Regions from separate parts of the Mus musculus genome. Here all the other regions are linked to region 1. The links are chromatin contacts, called in public HiChIP or PLAC-seq and promoter capture Hi-C maps. All regions are on one chromosome and are shown on one strand. The core of a region is the stretch at or near the end of the contact, and the rest is flanking DNA. Distances in the headings are between cores, read along the strand shown.

Evidence for each region. Promoter capture Hi-C pulls out the DNA fragments that hold promoters and counts their contacts. HiChIP or PLAC-seq counts read pairs in DNA pulled down with a chosen protein or histone mark. Capture Hi-C pulls out chosen DNA fragments and counts their contacts.
Region 2: a promoter capture Hi-C map of liver shows a contact between it and region 1, with 3 times the contacts expected there. The contact joins the promoter of Opa3 here to the promoter of Prkd2 in region 1. A contact is called at or near these places in 1 of 39 promoter capture datasets (embryonic stem cells), 3 of 115 datasets of contacts at active chromatin or transcription factors (embryonic stem cells, extraembryonic endoderm stem cells and stem cell-derived neural progenitor cells) and 2 of 9 other capture datasets (adipose tissue and liver).
Region 3: a contact with region 1 is called in a promoter capture Hi-C map of embryonic stem cells, with 7 times the contacts expected there. The contact joins the promoter of Gipr here to the promoter of Prkd2 in region 1. A contact is called at or near these places in 1 of 39 promoter capture datasets (embryonic stem cells), 1 of 115 datasets of contacts at active chromatin or transcription factors (large pre-B cells) and 1 of 9 other capture datasets (pancreatic islet).
Region 4: an H3K27ac HiChIP or PLAC-seq map of embryonic stem cells shows a contact between it and region 1, with 13 times the contacts expected there. The contact joins the promoter of Qpctl here to the promoter of Prkd2 in region 1. A contact is called at or near these places in 3 of 115 datasets of contacts at active chromatin or transcription factors (astrocytes, embryonic stem cells and forebrain) and 1 of 9 other capture datasets (liver).
Region 5: an H3K4me3 HiChIP or PLAC-seq map of fetal liver shows a contact between it and region 1, with 5 times the contacts expected there. The contact joins the promoter of Bhmg1 here to the promoter of Prkd2 in region 1. A contact is called at or near these places in 4 of 39 promoter capture datasets (the C10 cell line, embryonic stem cells, liver and 1 more), 5 of 115 datasets of contacts at active chromatin or transcription factors (embryonic stem cells, fetal liver, large pre-B cells and 2 more) and 2 of 9 other capture datasets (adipose tissue and liver).
Region 6: a promoter capture Hi-C map of embryonic stem cells shows a contact between it and region 1, with 6 times the contacts expected there. The contact joins the promoter of Six5 here to the promoter of Prkd2 in region 1. A contact is called at or near these places in 10 of 39 promoter capture datasets (the 3T3-L1 cell line, the HPC-7 cell line, cranial neural crest and 6 more), 7 of 115 datasets of contacts at active chromatin or transcription factors (T-cell acute lymphoblastic leukemia, embryonic forebrain, embryonic stem cells and 4 more) and 1 of 9 other capture datasets (adipose tissue).
Region 7: a contact with region 1 is called in an H3K27ac HiChIP or PLAC-seq map of acute myeloid leukemia, with 7 times the contacts expected there. The contact joins the promoter of Dmwd here to the promoter of Prkd2 in region 1. A contact is called at or near these places in 10 of 39 promoter capture datasets (the 3T3-L1 cell line, the HPC-7 cell line, cranial neural crest and 6 more) and 6 of 115 datasets of contacts at active chromatin or transcription factors (T-cell acute lymphoblastic leukemia, acute myeloid leukemia, embryonic stem cells and 3 more).

Annotation. Positions count from the first base shown.
Region 1 is chr7:16,841,580-16,844,277 of GRCm38.p6, reverse strand. It overlaps Prkd2 (protein kinase D2), which reads right to left and starts at 1,376. Exons shown (of 19, transcript NM_001252458.1): 1 at 1,245-1,376; 2 at 415-796. The coding sequence starts at 654.
Region 2 is chr7:19,227,000-19,229,697 of GRCm38.p6, reverse strand. Opa3 (optic atrophy 3) reads right to left here and starts at 1,309. Exons shown (of 2, transcript NM_207525.3): 1 at 1,114-1,309. The coding sequence starts at 1,255.
Region 3 is chr7:19,164,805-19,167,502 of GRCm38.p6, reverse strand. It overlaps Gipr (gastric inhibitory polypeptide receptor), which reads left to right and starts at 1,376. Exons shown (of 14, transcript NM_001080815.1): 1 at 1,376-1,441; 2 at 2,379-2,535. The coding sequence starts at 2,479.
Region 4 is chr7:19,147,808-19,150,505 of GRCm38.p6, reverse strand. Qpctl (glutaminyl-peptide cyclotransferase-like) reads left to right here and starts at 1,310. Exons shown (of 7, transcript NM_026111.3): 1 at 1,310-1,530; 2 at 1,987-2,130. The coding sequence starts at 1,321. Snrpd2 (small nuclear ribonucleoprotein D2) reads right to left here and starts at 668. Exons shown (of 3, transcript NM_026943.1): 1 at 612-668. The coding sequence starts at 613.
Region 5 is chr7:19,116,975-19,119,672 of GRCm38.p6, reverse strand. It overlaps Bhmg1 (basic helix-loop-helix and HMG-box containing 1), which reads left to right and starts at 1,329. Exons shown (of 13, transcript NM_001370811.1): 1 at 1,329-1,495.
Region 6 is chr7:19,093,170-19,095,867 of GRCm38.p6, reverse strand. It overlaps Six5 (sine oculis-related homeobox 5), which reads right to left and starts at 1,324. Exons shown (of 3, transcript NM_011383.1): 1 at 450-1,324. The coding sequence starts at 1,231. Dmpk (dystrophia myotonica-protein kinase) reads right to left here. Exons shown (of 15, transcript NM_001379257.1): 15 at 2,047-2,698.
Region 7 is chr7:19,074,805-19,077,502 of GRCm38.p6, reverse strand. It overlaps Dmwd (dystrophia myotonica-containing WD repeat motif), which reads right to left and starts at 1,303. Exons shown (of 5, transcript NM_010058.2): 1 at 802-1,303. The coding sequence starts at 1,233.

The sequences.
Region 1 (2,698 bases), core at 127-2,626:
TGCCCCTGGCAGCTTGTCCACACACCCACTCACACATGTCACCCGATCACCATGGCCAGTATGGCTTCAATTTCTACTGTTTCCAAAGACCGGAGGCCCAGGATGGGCCCATCAGAAGAGCTCTTCCTGATCAGCTGCTCCCACTTGCCCCTTCCTCCCAACTCCACACCTGGTAGGCCCCTCCCTTCCTCCCTGCTCGCTGCAGAAAACAACAAGCAGCGACAGGCAATTTGGGGAGGCCTCTGGGCACCCCACCCCTATCCGGGCCTCTCTGAAACCGGTGGTGGAGTGAGGACACGACTAGGGTGTAGTGCCCCTCCTCGTCTGTCACCTAGGCCCCTCTCTGGCCTCCCAACAATCTCAGGCCACCTCCAAAGCCTCCTCCTTTATCATGAGAGCCCCCTATGCCCTCACCTTCTGGTCCACGATAGAACAGGCTAGTTGCTTCACATGAGCCAACTCTGAGGCAGCCGGCAACAGCACGAACTCTCGGGTCAATCCGATCTGGATATGGAAGGAGACCCCCGAACCCGGAGCCGGGATCTGAGGCAGCAGAGGTGGCGGCGACTGGAGATCCAAGCCACCGGGGGGCGGAGGAGACCCGGGCCCCGGAGAGCCGGGGAGTCCTGCGGGATGGGAGGGGGCGGCGGCCATGGGGGCCAGATCCAGATCTGCCGCCCAAAGCTCACCAAGGACCCTGGGACCTAGATCCGAGAGCTCTCTTGCGGTGGTGGTAAGAACGCAGGCATTTGAGAGAGAAATCTGTCAGGTTGAGAGACGCGAGGATGGCGGGATCCTGGGCAATGAGAGAAAAGGCATCTAGTGGGTCACACGCCGGGAGTCAAGAGAGCAGAGTTCAGAAAGAAAAACAGTGGTTTGGGGAAGGGTACCCAGAGATTGGAAGGTTGGAAGAAACCAGGAAAGAAAGTCGGGTAGGGCAGGGTCCCTGGAATCAAAAGACACTGCGATCCAAGGCCCCTGGAGAAAGAAGGCTGAGAGCAAAGCAGAGGGAATGCCAGGATCCGGTGGGTTTGACGGCAGGACCAAAGTCAGGGCAGGCCTGAAGATGCTCTGCCTTGGGGGTAGAAAACGGGAGTCTGACCAGGGATCTAGTGGATCGTAGGAACCCGACTGGCTCGGGGATGAGGAGGGGTTGCCAGGGCCAGGGCTGAAAGAAGAGACTCTCACAGGTCGTGAAAGTCGGAGGAAAGTTGGATCAGGGGCGGCGGAGGAGGGAGCGTTACCGAAGGCGGGGCGGGTCGGGGACAAGGGAGGGTCGCACAGCGCGGGTAGCTCTATTTTTCCCCCTTCAAAGTTTAAGTCGGCAGCGGCGGCCCAGAAGGAAGTCTCAGGAGCGATGGCACAGCTGGCCAATCAAAGCAGGGCACCGTGACATCACAGGGCGGGCCTTACTGGGACGGAAGGGGAAGGCGGGACCCCGCACCAGGGAGTTGGGGGGAATTTGGTGGCTGGGGGTAGGAGGGCGGAAGGGTCAGCGTTTCCTCTGCACAGTCCAGCCTGGAAAGTTGACTTTTCGCCGCAGTTCACCGCGGCACGCGAGAGGGGCAGGCGCTTTGTCATTGAAGGAGTGAGCTGTCAGACTGGCACGCATCCGGCGCCCACCGCAGGGAAAGGGTCGGAAATCGTTGTCAAGTCCGGTGGCTTTACAGTTTCTGCTACTCAACCTGCCCCCAACACACACACACACACACACACACACACACACACACACACACACACACACACACACACACACACAAAAGCGCGCGTCCCCAGCTCAAAAGCCCAGTATATAAGGTGGGAAGTCGAGGAGGCCTTAGGATGCACAAGAGAGCTTAATTTCAGGTTTCTCTCCAGAGAGTTGAGGGTACAAAGCCTGTCCCTCCAACCAAGGTGGCATGACAAAGGACACCACCACTTGATAGACCTCCTGTGAGACCAAGTGCCGACATCTTTCTGGCTGTGTGACTTCTCCACTGTGAGCCTTAGTTTTTCTGTCATGAGGCCGAAATACAGGTGGTGCCTGGACACTGCTAAAGTTGAGTTGATGTGGCTGCCTTTGATTTTGCAGAGGAAAGGGAAGGCACTGAAAACATCCAGGGGTGTCTGGGTGGGTGTGTTAACGGAATCATCCAACATGTGGCTGGTGAGATGGCCAGGTGGGGAAAGGCATTTGAAGCCAAGCTCACTGGCCTGAGTTCAATCCTGTACACTCACATAGTCAAAGGAGAACCAGCTGAGCTACTGTGGGTTGTCCTGACCTCCACCCTTCTCTGAAATAAACAGTAGTGCAATAACAGGAAATCTAAAAAGCTAACATCAACTGAGAGCCTGTGAGTCTGTGTAGTCAACTCTAACTCCATCAAGAGCCGTTCTGACTTTTACTCCAGTAGTCAGGCAGTGGCTACCAATTAGTTTTCACATCCAGGTAGCTGGAGCTTTAAGAGAGCAGCAACTTGTCCACAAGGGCCCCCCCTTACTGGTTCAGCGCTGCTGGGGGCAGCTGAGGTGGGTACAGTGCTGGCTGTCACCACATCCGGGGGCAGAGGCTGGGGAAGGAAGTCTGAGGCTGGAGTGAAAACCCAAACTACCACCTGGGGAAGTTGCAAAGAGGGACAGGGGGAGGCAAGGCCACGTGGAGCTCACAGCCTGGCTAATGAGTGTCCCCTAAAAACCACATGCCTACATGTACCTTCTA
Region 2 (2,698 bases), core at 60-2,559, 2.4 Mb before region 1:
CTATGTTCCACCCTTGGAGCCAACAATGTCCCTCAGTGGTCTGGTGAGATTCTCCTCACCCTTCAGTCTCAGTTGGAATATTCCCTCTACCCGGAAGTGCTCTTTGTACTCTATGTCAGGTCAGGTACCTAGTGGGCTCTGCCATCCCATCTAGATTGTCACTGTATGAGTCTTGGTTCGACAGACTGGTACTGGCGTAGATAGACCCTGTTGTTTTATAAGCAGGGTCAGCTCAAAACAAACACTCATCATATCATTTATAAGCTACATGGGGCGTTGGACAAACATGAACGGTAGTTCTCGGTAAATTACAAAGACTTCCCCCTCGTCTCTGCTTTACAGAGATCAGTCTTTTCTAGGAGCACACATCTGGTGCGTTTGCGAAGCAAGTGAGGTCTTTGCTCAGGAGACTCCCTTGGCTCACCCGGCTGCTCTAAACTCGAGTCTGCCTACAGTTCCTGACATAATGCGGACATATTAGGACCGTATCTTTCCCAGTGTCGGGCTAAGAAGCCTGCACGGTGCGGCTACCGAACGAAAAGGATCGGTGTGAGGAAACTCATAAATAAACGGAAGGACGCCCATTCTGGGTTCATCCTTTTGCCAGGTCGCAAGATTCCAACACTATCACGACCCTAACTCAGTGTAAAACTAACGCACAAGCTCTGTGCTCTAAACCCAGGGTGATACGCAAATCACCCACAGGGCCGAAGGGAAACTGAGGGACAAACTGGGGTTTCTGTAGTCAAGTGTCTCTCTTAAGGATGGCTCCGAAGCGGATCGCTAAGGGGACTTCTTCTCGGTCCCGCCCCTAACTTCTGACAATAAGCTCCACCCTGGTGTTTCTCACACCTCATCCTATTGGCTGGTGTAGACGTCAACCGCCAGAAGCCCTCTTCTCTATTGGCTTGCATTCCAAACTCGCGCGGTGACGCCCCTGACTGCTCTCCCTTCTTCCCTATTGGGTCAGTGACACGCCCCTCTAGCAGAAGCCATCCTCATTGGCTATAGCGTTTTGCCGGTTCGCGCCGGGATTGGTCAAGCACAGACGCCGTTCCCCTGAACTAGAAAGATCGGGAATGGAAGGGCTAGAGGCCTTGGGGTGAGACTCACGCTGGGCTGGCGGTAGGCAGATGTAGGTCTTGAAGAACTCGCTGCGGCGGGCAGCATCCTTGATACGGTTGGCCAGCGGCTTGCTAACCTGCCGGATGCCCAAGTAGAACAGCTTCGCCATGGGGAACGCGCCCACCACCATCTCGGCGGCCGCCCTGGGGCACGCGCAACCTTGCTGACTGGGCGGGGCGCCGCCGACCTCGCCGTTCCTCCCCCACCCGCCCGTGGGCCGTGCGTGCTTGCGTAAGGAAGGACTTGCCTACGTGCCTACGTAGGAGCGTGCGTTTGCACGCTCGCGGCGGAGGTGGTGGGGAGGGTGTTTGTCTGCTGGGGGGGGGGCGGGCGCTCGTGACGTCGCCGCGTCGACGCCTCGACGTCCGTACGTTGGGTATGCAAATGTGCGGCGGAAGTGAAGCGTCAGAGGGCGGTGCCGTTAAACGGCCGCTCGTGGGAGCGTGGCCGGAGCCCTAGTCCCGACGTACTGACGTCACCGCGTCTTGCGTGATGTCACGTACTGAGTCGATTTCCCTGCCCATAGGAGGCGCCTGGTGAGTCCCAATTAAGTCTAAAGAGTCGGGGTGCGCCTTCCCGGCGGTTAGTGCCCTCGCCGGGGAGGGGAGCGAGTCAGCGCGTAGTCATACAGACCTGCCGCTTTACTCACTCTCTGAAGTTGGAGGAGTGACTCAACCCTTCAGGAAATCGGTTCGTTCTTTTTTTGTTGTTGTTTTTTTTCCCCTAATTGTTTTTAAAAGCCGGTCTCGTGTAACCCAGCCTGGCTCCGAACTCAATGTGTAGCCTACGCTGTCCTTGGAACTCCTGATCCTCCTGTGTCTGTGCCGCAGTGCGGTGCTGGGATCACAGCCCTGCGCTACACGGCCCAGCATTGATGTCAGCATCCCCGTGAGCAAAATGTCACACATAACAGTACCTGTCTTGTGTTTTCTGTGTTGTGAGGCTTGTGTCTCTGAACCCCAAGGCATTTCCCATCTTAGGAGGGGGGCTCCACCACTGAGCAAAAGACTCCAGCTCCTCCCAGGGGGGAGGGGGTTAGGCGGTGACTCTATCGCTGCGCCATGCTCACTGAGTGGCTCTACTAGTCAGCTTTGTGTGTGAATCCTGAATGTAAAACACAGGAAGTAACTACATGTAGAGCATGTCCCGCAAAGCCCAAATGTGCACTACAGCTAATCCATCCTTTTCCCAAGTAACCGAGTGAAAGACTGAGGGTCCCATAAGAACGGGGTGACACGGGGCTTCTCAGCCACCACATTGCCTAATATCACTGGTTCTCAAGCAGCCTGACTTCCTCCTTTGGAGGGTAAGGGTCCCCAGGGAGCTGGCTCAGGAAGGAACTTTAAGGACATGTCCCAGACTGTCCTCCCTTACCCAGCAGGGAGCAAAATCATATAAACAAAGTCAAGACTTAGTTGAGAGAAATTCCTGGATGGTGGCGTGAGGATGGGTAGTTGGGGACGGGAAGGGACCGGAAGGCAAAGGAGCAGAGGGGTCGTGGCTATCAAGAGAAAAAACTGGTGACACATAGCCAAGGGACCCCGGACTTTCCCATCAGTGCCTTTGGTCAAGT
Region 3 (2,698 bases), core at 127-2,626, 2.3 Mb before region 1:
AGTGCTGCTGCCAAATGTGGAGCCAGATGTGGTCATTGCATGAGCCTGTGCCATTGAAATCTGAATCTCAGTACTTGAAAAGCTGAGGCAGGAGATCCAAGGTTGGAGATCACCTCGGTTATAGAATGAGACTCTGTTTTCTTAAAACACACACACACACACACACACACACACACCAAAACCACAAACGAAACAGGACTGGAGAAATGGCAGTTAAGAACACTTCAGGAGGATCCAGAATTCAGTTCTCAGCACCCATGGGGAGACTCACAACCATGGGTAACTCCAGTTCTAGGGGATCCAGTGCCCTCTACTGGCCTCCTCAGGCACTGCATGAATATGGTACACATGCCTCCATGCATGCACATAAAATTAAAACAAAGAAAGACAAATCAGGGATTGGAGCAATGGTTCACTTGGTAAAGTCCTTGTTATGCATGCAGCAAGATAAATTAAGCTGGGTAGTGTATGCTTGTAATCCCAGTACCAGGGAGTCGGAGGCAGGCAGATCTCTGCATTCAAGGGCAGCCAGGTTTATGTAATGAGTTCAAGGACAGCCAGGGCTACACAGAGAAATCTTGTCTTGAAAGACCAAATCAAAGGAAGTAGACAACACTTAAGAATCACATCAGAGGGGCTGGAGAGATGGCTCAGTGGGTAAGAGCATCCGACTGCCCTTTCGAAGGTCCGAAGTTCAAATCCCAGCAACCACATGGTGGCTCACAACCATCCGTAACAAGATCTGACTCCCTCTTCTGGAGTGTCTGAAGACAGCTACAGTGTACTTACATATAATAATAAAAAAAATTTTAAAAAAAGAATCACATCAGAGGTTGTCCTCTGGTCCTTCACGCATACACATGTACACGTACACACATATACAATGACATACATATACACCAAACAATGACAACAGAAAGGCAGTGGTAATTAAGATTATAGGCTGTGTTTACACATATGTGAAGTGTCCACGTCCCAGGGCACACAGCCGCTTGTCCCTGCAAGTGATTGGGAAGCTGTGGGTGAAAGACTGGCTCTCTCAGCATAGTCCTAGTTGTAGAGCTATGAATGAACTTGTTACTCACGGAGTCTCACTCTGTGAGTCTCTGTCGCTCTCCTGCTCAGCATTTGGGATCCTGTGTGAGGCAGCGTGAGAGGCTGTGTAAGTGGCTGGCTGGCATAGTGTGTTCTGTGGCCTGGGGGAGGGGGGAACCATAACTGTGTGACTGTTCCCTCTACGTGACACAATGGCTGTGATAAACGTGCCTGCTCCACGGTTCCCACTCTTCCCCAGAGCTCCCCCTCCTGTTCTCTGGTCCGCCCTGGCCCCGCCCCCTCCCAACACCCCAGGCTGCCAGCGCCTGTCACCTCTTCCAGAGCTCTCTGGCAGGCGAGGCAGGGCAGCTGTGTCAGTGGAGATTGCGAACAGGACTCCGTGCAGGTAAGGGGTCTCCATCAAGCCCTTGCCCTGGGCCCATCTCTCCCTTGACTGTCCCCCTATCTCAATCTTTGTCTCTTTCTGCCTCTCTGACCTGTCATCTCTTCACCTCTTTTAATCTCTAAATGGGCTTTTTCTACTCTTTCCCCTTCTCTGTCTCTTCCCTAGTCACTTCCTCTGTCTCTGAGCCACAGTTTTGTCTTTATCTCCTTTTTTGCCCTTTAGGCTCTGATCTCTCGCTTGTGTCTCATTGTCCCCAAGTCTTTCTGTTCTTATACCTTATAACTGAGTCCGTGATTTTTTGTTTGTTTGTTTTGGTTTTTTGGTTTTTGGTGTTTTTGTTTGTTTGTTTGTCTTATATTTTTTCTTTTCTGTAGCTCTGAGATTCCCTTTTGAAACTCTGCATTCACATTGTCTGGGCGGGGGTGATAGTTGGGTTAGAAGGATTTTCAGAGCATCTAACGTCCAAAAGTCAGAAACCCAGGGTCTAATATCTCTCTGTTCCCTAAATATTTAGATGCTGGGAGAGCGCTGTCCCTCTGACTTCTTGAAGCCAGGGAAGTTTTAGAAGATTGGGCTTTTATCTTCTATATAAATTGATGCGAACTCAAATGATCGGTTCAAATTCCCTTCAGGGCTTGACTGACAGTTTCTAGTCTCTCCTCTCTAAGGAGGTCTCAGGTTCCCAAGAGTCCCTCCGGTCTAGCCTCTCGGTGACACTGACGCTTCTGCCTGTCACAGCTCTAGGGCAACAGGCCCCTCAGCAAACACCCCTCCCTTCCACCTTGGCTGCCTCAGCAACACTTAGGAGGACCTGGGAATCGCTTAGCTGATCCCAGCCTCACTTATCTACTGGAGGCCGCGCCTAGTCCTGCTCCGCCCCAAATCCTCACGTGCGGAAATGGGGGGCGTGGCCTCAGACGCCATGTGCTTCTGGCAGGTGAGCACTGACTTGGACTGAAGCCCAAGAGTTGGTTCTGCCTTGGGACCCTCCAGCCCAACTGCCTCCGAGTGGCCAGAGTTTCCATCACCTTTCAAGGATGCCCCTGCGGTTGCTGCTTCTGCTGCTGTGGTTGTGGGGACTCCAGTGGGCGGAGGTGAGGACCTCGAGAGATAATAGGCGCTCTGGGGTGGTTTTAAGCCTTTCCCTACATTAGGGAGAGTTTTAAGGCTGCTCGCCCCCCTCCCTGTATAAACTGGTAGTTTCTCTTCACACAGTTTCCCTCACAAGTCCTCCAGGTGGGGACAAGCTACCCCTTC
Region 4 (2,698 bases), core at 61-2,560, 2.3 Mb before region 1:
CCCCACCCCCTTGGAGGCAAGGACCTTTTATTTACCATGTGTCTTAACTTACAAGCAGTCTACATAGTATATGCTCAATGAATAAACACGCACCAAACCACTGTAGTACCCTGCTACTCTGACAGTCTCTAGTTAGGTTCTCTAATTTATCCTGGTTACGTCCCATACTTTTCACTATTTCTAACAGTTCTTCCTTCCCCGCCAAGCTCTTTATTCATAAGACCACTTCCATTTAAAATTACTATTACTTTTGGAAGCGGTCTCGCTATGAAGCTGGCCAAGGCCAACTAGCGAACCTCCTGCATCAGCCTCTCGAGGCCTGGGATTCCAGGCATGTGCCATCAGACTCAGCTTTCCCTTTATGGTTCCTTTCCACAAGACTCAGGACCTCGGAGAGTCTCATGCCCGTTATGGAATAAAGCTGTCCCCTCTCCGGAACTCAAGATCCGAGCGAGGCCCCAAGCCCGATCTCAAATACCCCAGAAGGAAAAACATTACTTTTGCCCGAGGAACTCTACCCTCAGCTATAAAAACACCCCATTTCGACCGTTATTCAGCTAAACTGTCCACCTCCATCTCCACGGCCCCGCCAAAGCCCAGCCCGGCCTCACATGGTGTAGGTTTCGCTCGCAGATCACTCCCGCCTCCAAGCGCGTTGCTCCAGCCTTTGGCGTACAGGGCGAGAAGGGCGGGACTTCCGTCTCCTGCGGCTCACTTCCGTCGGCGCCTGCGCAACCAAATACCAGCGGCTGTGGGCGTGGCCTGTTACCATAGCGACCCTTCAGGCTGCACTCTCCTGTAGAAAATGCCTATAAGGAGGATTTGAAGCTTCTGAGGATCACAATAGGGTGTCTGCTCATGAGGAAAATAATACGGGGTCTGACTAGAATTATTTTCCCGTCAAACCGTCCAGTTGGAAGATGGAAAACACAACCCCATTTCCAAATACCCTCGGACACTTTTCTTGAGGGCATGGCTTCAGGTAAACCAATCGGCTCCTTGTTTTAGGGATGGATGCCGCCCCTTTTTTCCTTGAACGACAGTTTCTTGATCGACTTCCGTGAGGGGCGTGACCCCGCGCCTTGGAAGGTTTCGCACATTCGGACGCAGCCCATTGACTGGTCCTCTTCCGTGGAGGCGGGCCTTAAGGTTTCCGCCCTCCTTTTTGGGTGGGGCGGCGCTTAGGACAGCCAATCGCAATCGTCTCAGGGAAGGACGCAGTTACTCTGCTTCTTTATTGGGTTTTGTAACCTCAGCGAGGCGGATCTTGGCCTAAAACTCAAACCACCATACCGGGATTGGTTTCAGAGCAAAGCTACCATGAGTCCCGGGAGCCGCGGGCGGCCCCGGCAGCGGCTCGAGGATCGTGGCCTCATGAAACCACCCTCACTTTCCAAGCGCCGTCTTCTGCCGCGAGTGCAGTTCCTGCCCCTGCTGCTGCTGGCGCTGGCTATGGGCTTGGCTTTCTATATCGTCTGGAACAGCTGGCACCCTGGGGTTGAGGAGATGTCACGGAGCCGGGATCTGCGGGTGAGCCCTGGCTGGTGCCCAGCCAGCGTCATTTCCCTCTTTCCCTTCGTATTGAGTCTCAGGTTACCGTGGTCTTATCATTTGGCTTTTGCCGCCTGTGCCATTTATCCATGACTTGAGCGCGTGCCCCTACCCAACAAAATAAGGCTTCAGGCTTGTTTTGTGATAGACCCCACTGAAGATGACGAGTCCTCATAGCAACACTGGTAGAACTGAGTTCTATGCCCAAGCCATCTATTTAGAAATTTCCATCACCCGATTGCAATTTCCTCGTTAGGACTGCGGTAGGCTGGACCAGATTTGCTTTGAAGATTTCTCCCAGTCTAGGAAATCTTTGATGCTGGAGATTTGCATTACCAGGAAGAGCCAGGACTCCTAGTAGGCAACGGCGCCCAGGATAAGGTGGGAATGGGGTTGTTTTCATTTTTCTTTTTCCCATCCCATTTCCCAACCAAGGTCCCGCTGATCGGAAGCCTTTCAGAAGCCAAGCTGCGGCTGGTGGTAGGGCAGCTGGATCCGCAGCGTCTCTGGGGAACTTTCCTGCGTCCCTTATTGATTGTGCGACCCCCGGGTAGTTCTGGCAATCTCCAAGTGAGAAAGGTAAAGGGTTTTATTGTCAACCCCCAACTTCCTTTCCCCAGTTTGTCAGGAAATGGAACTCAGGCTCCGAAGATCCCAAAACAGCCAGGAGGCAGAAGTGATCTGATGGGGGTCGGGGGACAGAGATGGGGAGTAGGCGGGTAGGGGAGTGGTGGTGGTGGTGGCTGCAGCGGCAGGTGAACCTGACTAGATTCTCTTGGTGGTACACAAATCCCGCACTATACGACCCCCACTAAATATTATCCTATATTAGGCAGAAGCAGTGTACTCTCTGGTGAGGTCTGAACTAATATAATCTCCACTATACAGATGAGGAAACTGAAGTTTTTACATTTTGTCCAAGTCCCACAGCTAATTAGAATTAAAATCCAAGAAGGTTGGCTTCAGAATTAGTGGTGTGGTGCCATTCAGATACTGTGTTTAGGATCCACTTTAGTTGGACTAACTTCTTAACCTCTTTGGGACTCAGCTTCCTCATCTTCAAAATGGGGACAGTCACTGATATCGTTGATTTCATAGGGATCCTAAAACAGGCTTGGCAGATAGTGAGAACGTTTTAAGAGGAACT
Region 5 (2,698 bases), core at 80-2,579, 2.3 Mb before region 1:
CTGGGAAATAGAGTCCAGCCGCCTCCATTTTGGCCCGAGGCCCTTGAAAAGAGAATCGAGGCTACTTCAAAGGGACGTTAGCGAGGGATGAAGAGTTTAGGAAGAACAACTTTATTGATTTATCATGTTAGTTGACAAATAATTAATAATATATGAGTTTTCCCAAACTTTCTCTCCCATTTCTCACCTTCATCTCACTCCCCACACTTGCCTACCACCACCTCCTAATTGGCAAATAAAGAAAACAAGATATCGAAGTGAGGAAAAGCCCAGGCACTATGTTCACATCACAGGTAGAACAGAGCCTCCAGAAGGGCAGGAATCTTGGCAGCATTTCCAAAATGTACGGTTTGAATCTGCCGTGGTGGCACACACTTTTAATCGCACCATTTTGGACGCCGAGGTTAGTGTACCTCTGTGAGTTTGAGACTAGCCTGGTCAAGGGTATGAGACGCTGTGTCAAAAAATAAAGATGAAGCTGGAAAGACTACTCAGAGGTTAGGAAGACATCGCTCTTGCAGAGAATTTGCATTTGCCCCTGAAGATGCCCCTAGAAGCCCCTGTCTAAAACTCCAGCTCTAGGGGCATCTGATGCCTCTGGCATCTGGGGACACCTGCGTGCAGTATTCCTCCCCCCCACCCCCCCAACATGTATACCTAGTTAAAACTAAAATGCTTTTTAAAAATAAATTGTGTAGTTTGTAACCTGAGTTACAAGGTAGTGCATTCCTTGCGTTCCAGACAGACCTGAGACAAAACGGTTACAAGTAGTAGGCAAGCCTGGGCTATATAGCAAGACTGGATCCACACTCAGACACTAAAGGTTACTTTGTTTGCAGCTACAGGAACTGGCATTTCCATGGGGTCTACAAAGCCTCGTTTCAGGGAAAGGTGGCGAAGTTAGCCGCCTGAACAAGGTACTTGACACACAGTGGTCTTTAAGCAGATGCGCCCTAAAGCGAAAGGGTCGGATGGGGACACAGGAGGGCCAGCAGGGGGAGTACAGACACCTCGCGCTTGCGGACACCTGGCAAATCCTGCTGGGGTCTGAGGTAAATAGGTCAGGGGGCGGGGCAAAACAGAGGGCGTGGCCTGAGGAAAGGGCGGGTAATGGAGCAAGAGCTGATTGGCTGATGCTGCGAGCGCGGGAGCGGGAGCACGTGTCGGAGCTGTGGCCCGTGCCCTGCCCCGGGTGCGCGTGCGCACTCGCCGCACTGCCCTTTTCCAACGCTCCTCTGCTCGTGCCTGGCACCGCGTGGCGGGAACGTGGAGGGGGCGTGGCCTCGCCTCAGGCGCTCTGGTGCCTTCGCGCCACAGCCTCGCGCCCTGCCATTCTTCGCTCGGTCTGCGCGTCGGGAGGCACGCGGTCTGCATCCCTGGGACCCCGCGAGCCGCGGGAGCCGCGCGAGCCGCTGCCGGAGCCTTCAGACTGTCGAAGCGTGAGCCCAGTGCCAAAGCAGAAGTCGAGGCTTAACGCCATATTGCAAATCTTGAGGTGAGTGCTGGTGACCAACGGGTGTGGGGCGGCAGACGCCCTGGCTCTAGCTGGCTTGAGGTAGCGGGGAGATGGTGAGGAGTCGTCAGAGTCACACCCTGCGGCCGTGACCCCCTAGGGAGCTCTAGGTCGGATGGAGAGGGACCCCAGAGCTCGAGACCGGTTTGAGGGTAGACTTTGTGTTTGAGGGAATCCAGGCTGGGTTTCTGGAAAGTTATTAGTGGCGTTTGAGACATGGGGTCTCCTGTTCGAGGCTCGGCTTTTGGAAGCTGAAGACGGGAGATCTGGAAATCTTAGTTTGGGGTTCCAGGGGTTACGTTCGGAGGGTCAGAGGTCTAATTTGACAGGGTTGGGGCTTTTCAGTATCAGTGGAGACCATCAAAGCAGGAAAATAGGCTCTGGAGTGGGCACGGCTTGGGTCTTTGAGAATTAATTTTAAAGCCTGGAGTCGTCGTGCTACTCATTGCGTATAGGTGTCAATTTAGGGTTCCAGGTCTCAGTGGGATGCATGCGTGAGGTCTAAGTTTTCTAAGAAGGAAATCACAATGTGAGGATCTGAAGGGACAGTTTTAGAGTTTAGAGATATTTATTGTAGGACATGAAACACATTTTTAAAAATTATTTTTTCGAGGCTGGAGAGATGGCTCAGTGGTTAAGAGCATTCACTGCTCTAATGAAGGTCCTGAGTTCAAATCCCAGCAACCACATGGTGGCTCACAACCATTTGTAGTGAGATCTGGTGTCCTCTTCTGGGGTGCCTGAAGACAGCTACAGTGTACTTACATATAATAAATAAATAAATCTTTTTAAAATTTTTTTTTCACTTTACATCCCAATATCAGCCCTCCTCTCCTCTCAGTCCCTCCTACCCCTCTGGTAGGTCCTCCCCCAGTGCCCCTCTCCTTCTCTTCTGAGAAGGGGAAGCACCCCTTGGGTATTCCCACTACATTTGGGGTGGTGAGGGTTTTTCTTTTTTCTTTTTTTTTTATACCCTGGATATCCTTCCTCTAGGATTTGGGGTTTTCAGTGTTAAGGCTTGTGGTCTGAGCTGGCTGTGGTAATTCACACATATAACCTTTTATGATTTGGAGTCCAGCCTGACTACATAAACCTGAGCTGGTATAAGGTGAGACTGTGTGGGGGTTGGGGGGCAGTTAGTGGTTTGTGATCTTGATATTAGGAGTGTAATCCTATTTGAGGTTC
Region 6 (2,698 bases), core at 75-2,574, 2.3 Mb before region 1:
AGGGAAACCGGAGCCGGAGAAGGTTCACGTTTCACAACAAAGACAAGCGACAGACCACGCTGTTTGGGCTGGAGGGGGCGTGGGGGTGGGTGTAAGTAATGGTTACCGAGGGGCCAGGTTGCAGAGGCCCCAAAAGCGGGTCCCTACCCTGGGTGCCTTAGACAAAGGCCCCTTTCCCTTCCTTACTACCGCTCCTCCAGGGATACCTCACTTTTCTCACTGCCCGTCCCGCCCCCGCCCCCCCCCCCATTCCTGGCACTGCGTTCCCAGCTTAGAAGTAGCTGGAACAACCTCTGCCCCTGAGGCAGTGATGCCCAGAGAACCCAGGGTGTGCCTGGTCTCTCCACGCTCAGCCTATGCACTCGCCGACGCCACCGAAGAGGGATGTGAAGGGTCACTTGCGCAGACTCCAGCGGCCACCGAGGAAGGAGGGTCGGTTCCCCCCTCACCTTTTGCAAGGCGCTCCACCGCCGGTCCCAGTGCGGTCGCGCTGTCGCCGGTTCTTGAACCAGTTGCTGACCTGTGTAAGCGAGAGGCCGGTGAGCGTGGCCAGGCGGCGCTTCTCGTCAGGCGTGGGATAGCGGTTGCCGCGGTAGCAGGCCTTGAGCGCCGCTCGCGAGCGCTCCTTGAAGCAATAGACGGTCTCCTCGCCATCCCAGATGGTCTTGGGCAGAGGGAACTTCTTGCGCAGCCGGTATTTGTCCACAGCGCCCAGCGCACGGCCACGGGCCCGCTCGGCCTCGTGGTAGCGCGCGCGCAGGTAGAGGTCCTGCAGGAAGGCGTGGTGGGCGGCGGGGAAAGGGCGGCTCTCGAGAAGTTGGTAGAGCTCGGCGTATTCACCCCGCTGGAAGGCCACTAGGGCCCGCGCGCGCAGCACCGGATCGCTGCCACGTAGGCGCTCGGCCGGGGGCAGCGCGCCCAGGAAGCGGCTCAAGCGGCCGGCGTGGCCCGCCTGCAGCAGCGCCTCGCACACGCATGCCACCTGTTCGGGCGAGAAGCGAAGGCCAGTGGGCACCTCGGTCACGGTCTCCCGGGGAGACCCCGGGCCACTCGGGGACCCAGAGTCCGCCGCCGCCGCCGCATCTCCCGCCCCGGCCGCCGCCGCCTCCCCCTCGGCTGCCTGCAGAGTCTGCAGAAGCTGGCGCGCTTCCTCCTCCTGCTCCTCGGTCGCCGCCGCCGCCTCCCCCCGAGCCGCGGGCCCCGCGCTCGGCTCCGCAGGCGAGGTAGCCATGTTTGGCAACTTTGGAAAGTTCCTCCCTCCTTTGCCGCCTCCCGCGGGCTTCCCCAGCCCCCTCCTCCGCCCAGTCCTCCTCGCCGCCCCCCCCCCCGGTCCCCTTGCAGTCTTCTGGCCCCCTCCCAAAGACTAGACCCAGCTCTGCACTCGGGTCTGTCCTTGTCCCTGTGTGTCCGCCCCCCTCCCGGGCTGTCAGGATTCTTTGTTTTCCCTCCGTCTCTGGCCGCGCTTTTGGCCTTCCCCCCTTGTGTGCCTCTGACTCAGGGCCTCAGTTTCCCTATCAGAGCAACGGAGAAGGTAATGGGCCGTCCGGAGGGTTAAGGGCGCGAAGCCGCTCCCATCTCCCGGGTCCCTTGAAGGGCCCCCTCCCTTCCCATCTCCGCGCCGTGCTCCGCCCCTCGGAATTCCCGGCCCCGCGGGTAGGCGGTGGATCTAGCTGGGAGGAGGGGCGGGGAATCGCGCTAGAAAGTTTGCAGCAACTTTTCTGGAGTGTCGGTCCAAAAAGCGGATGCGCGTGGCTTGCGCAGGCGCAGTGGGAAGATGGTGTGCCCGCTGCTGGCCCAACCCCCTACTTTTTTCCAAACTTGAGTGGCACAGCTGGGTCACAGCTGGGGGGGAGGGTGGGGGGCGGTGGTGTCTCTGGTGGCTTGTTGCTTCTCTCCTACTGGCTGGATGCCTAAGCCCCACCCTTCAACCTGATTCGTGCGCTTTGCCTCCCCTCTAGCTCCCACTCAAGCCATTGGTTGTCTCTATTGGACTCTCCATTGGCCTGCGGGGCGGTTTCCTTTCCACAACAGAGATATTGCGCGGGATTTAGGGCAGACCAGAAGTATTTTATTCGCAAGGGTCGGGAGTGGAGGTCGTAGGTGGGGACAGACAATAAATACCGAGGAATGTCGAGTCTCAATGCATCTAAAACGTGGGTCCCGGAGTCTGTCAGTGAGTCAGATAACAAGATCAATAAATACCCACACTGCTTTGGGGGAGGGGGGAGTGCAGCTGTGGCTCCGTTGTTAGAGTGCAGACGTGTACACGGGGAAGGAGTTGCAGCAACCCCCAGGAGTGAGGCTGTCCGAAGCCAAAGACTCCGTGTGTGCTGGCAGAGGTCTTGCTGATCCATCACTATGGGAATGGGATGTCCCTGGAAATAGGGGGCTCATGCTTATGGCTTGTAACTGATGGCTGGGAGAGTGAAAAAGTGAAATCGGATGAGCTGAGCAGTTTGCCCATCCACGTCGGGGCTGAGTAAAGCAAGGTCGGCGAATGCCCAGCTGCTGCAGCAGCGGTGGCTACCAGCTCTGCAGGAACCAGGGGTGCTGGGCACGAGCCCTGTTCCTCCCTCCCCGGCCGCCAGGTGGCAGGCCTGGATCACAGGAGCGGAGCTGGGTGGGGACCCAGGCTCACAGAAGTGTGGAGCGGAGCGGTGGGGGGGGGGGGGGGGCGCGATGGGCACAGAGACGCTTT
Region 7 (2,698 bases), core at 54-2,553, 2.2 Mb before region 1:
GAACCCGGAGCTCACCAGTTCAACTAGACTGGCTGCCATGAGGCCAGAGGATCCTCCTACCTCGGCAGCCTTGACATGGGATCCTGGGATCCATCGCCAAAGCCTCATTTCCTTCAGCCTGGAGCCCCTAAACTCCAGGACATCTGCTGTGGTTCAGCCAGCCATCAGTCACTACAGTCCCTCATTATCACCACTGGATTCTCCGGATCCCCATCTCTCTGTCTCCCCCACTTCCTCACGTCACCCCTCTTCTAGGATTGCTTTACAGATATCTGTCACACCTGGGGATGTCCCCTGCCAGGAACCCCCATCAATTCAGAGCTCCCATCATTTTGCCAAACCCCCTTCATTTCTTCCAAAGCCATTAGACACCATATTCTTTAGGAGCTCCTTCACCTGTTGCTTTGCTCGTCGACCCCTAAGCCACACCTCGGCTCCTTACAAATCCCGTCAGCCCTGGGTATGGCAAGTCTTAAGACTCCCTCCAACAGGCCCAGAAGGCAGGATGCATTTCTCCGTTCTCCATCCCCTGGGCCTGTATCCTCTTAGGATTCCCCAAAGCCCACAGAATATCTGTCACCTCCGTGACCCCCCTCCCCCATTTCCTCCCAGAAGCGCCATCACGTCCTGAACACTCACCACCGGAGAGAACCTCCCCACGCAAAGATTCCCCTGCAACCTCTCAGGACTCCATTAGCTCCAGGATCCAGGCTCCCCTGGGATGCCCAACCTCGGGGCCTTCTGTCACTCTGGGACCCCAGCGCTCTCGGCACCGGAGTCCCCAGCAAGCAGAGCACTCACCCGCTGGCTCCCGCTGCGGCAGCAGCCGGGGTAGAAATAAAGCTCCCGGCCCAGGTTGAAGCAGACGCGGTCTCCTCCCGCGCCCAGTCCGGAGGGCGTGGAGGGCGGCTCCCCAGCGCCATCCGGGTCGCCTAGGCGCACCAGGCTGAGGCGGACGGCGGGCAGCGCGGGCCCGGGCCCGGGGCCGGCGGGCGGCGGGGACGACGCGGGACCCGCGGCGCCGGGCCCGGAGGCTGCGGCGGGCCCGGGCGGGGGCTGAGTGGGCTGAGGCGGCGCCGGGGTCTGAGCGGAGGTCGGGCCCGACCTGCGCGTCGCGTCGCCGGGGAGCAGCTTGTAGAAGCCCTCGCGGGTGCGAAACTGCGACTTGATCTCCGCGCAGTCGCCCATGGCGGCGCTGGGGCCCGGGCCGCCCTCCGCGCCGCCCGCCGCCATCTTGGCCGCCCCCCGGGCCGCACCGCAGCCCGACCGCCCACCGCCAGACCCCCCAGCCGGAAGTTGAGGGGCTAGCACCGGAAGGGGTAGGGTCGTCGTCCGGGTGACGCCTCTACGATTGGCACCCAGAGCCGGAGGCGGGAGAAGCCGAGACAGTTGCTGAGGTAACGGTTCTGGGGCTGTGGGCGGAGGCAATATGTGGGTGTGGTCAACGCGACAGACCCTCGCGTTTGGTTGGCTACGAGGTGTGACTGTTGGGAACGCCCCTAGACCCTAACAACAGCGCCCTGGGAACCGTTTGCCCAGCAACGGAGAAGCCTCAAAGCCTATTCAGAAGCCTCGTGTTGTTACAGCTGACTCCGGGCGATTCTTGGTTTTGTTTTTTAAATAATAAAAAAAAAATGCATTTATTTTTGCGTGTATTTGTGCGTGAACGAGCATGTAGAGGTCAGAGGGAGCCAAGTGCCTTCCTCCATGTGGATCCTAAAGATGGAGCTTAGGTCTTCAAGCTACCTACCTGGCAGCAAGTGCCATTACCCGCCGATCCATCTCACTGACCTTTGGTCTCATACTTGTAGCCCAGGCAGTTTTCAAACTTGACCCAACATCTGGAGTCTCAGGCCTGAGACACCACGCCCAGCTCTTCCCTTCCTCGCTGACCACCTGTGGTCCCCTGCTGCTGTCAGAGTGAAGTGTAGCCATCTGTCGCCTATCTGACCTTGTCTACCTTTTTTGGTTTCGGTTTGGTGATGATGGTTGTTACCTTGTCAATTTGAGGCTACCTAGAATCGCAATGAGGGACAGTCTACTTGGGGTTGGCCTGTAGACCAGTCTGAGGGAGATTGCCTTAATTGATACAGGAAGACTCAGTCCATTGTGGGAGGTGCCATTCCCTAGTCAGGGAGTCCGGAACTGTGTAAGAGTGGAGACCCAGGCTGAGCACAAGAAAACAAGCACACATGCCCTTCTTCCTGCTCTATTCTGGAGACAGCCCTGCCTTGACTTCCCTGCTATGATGTACTGAGACCTGGAATTGCAAGCTGAAATAGCCCTTTCTCCCCTAAGCGGCCTTTTGTCAAGGTATTTTATGTTTTATCACATTGACAGAAGAAGATTGTGTTCTGTTTTGCTCCCCCCGCCCCCCTTGTGAGACAAGGTCTCTAGTTCAGGCTGACCTCCATCTTACCTTGTAGCTGAAAACAAACAAACAAAACAACAACAAAAATACCACAAACTCCAGATCTTCCTGACTCTATGTCTTCCAGGTTGGTACTACACCATGTGCATTGACGGGCTTGAACCCAGGATTTTGTGCATTGCTAGGCCAGCACGTGGCCAACTGGCCGTAAACTGCCATGTCCCATGGAGGTGCTTGGGAATCAGTCCCTGGTCTTTTGGAAGAGCAAACAGTGCTCTGAACACCGAGCCATCACACCAGCCCCCCGCCCCCGCAAATAAAATGTAA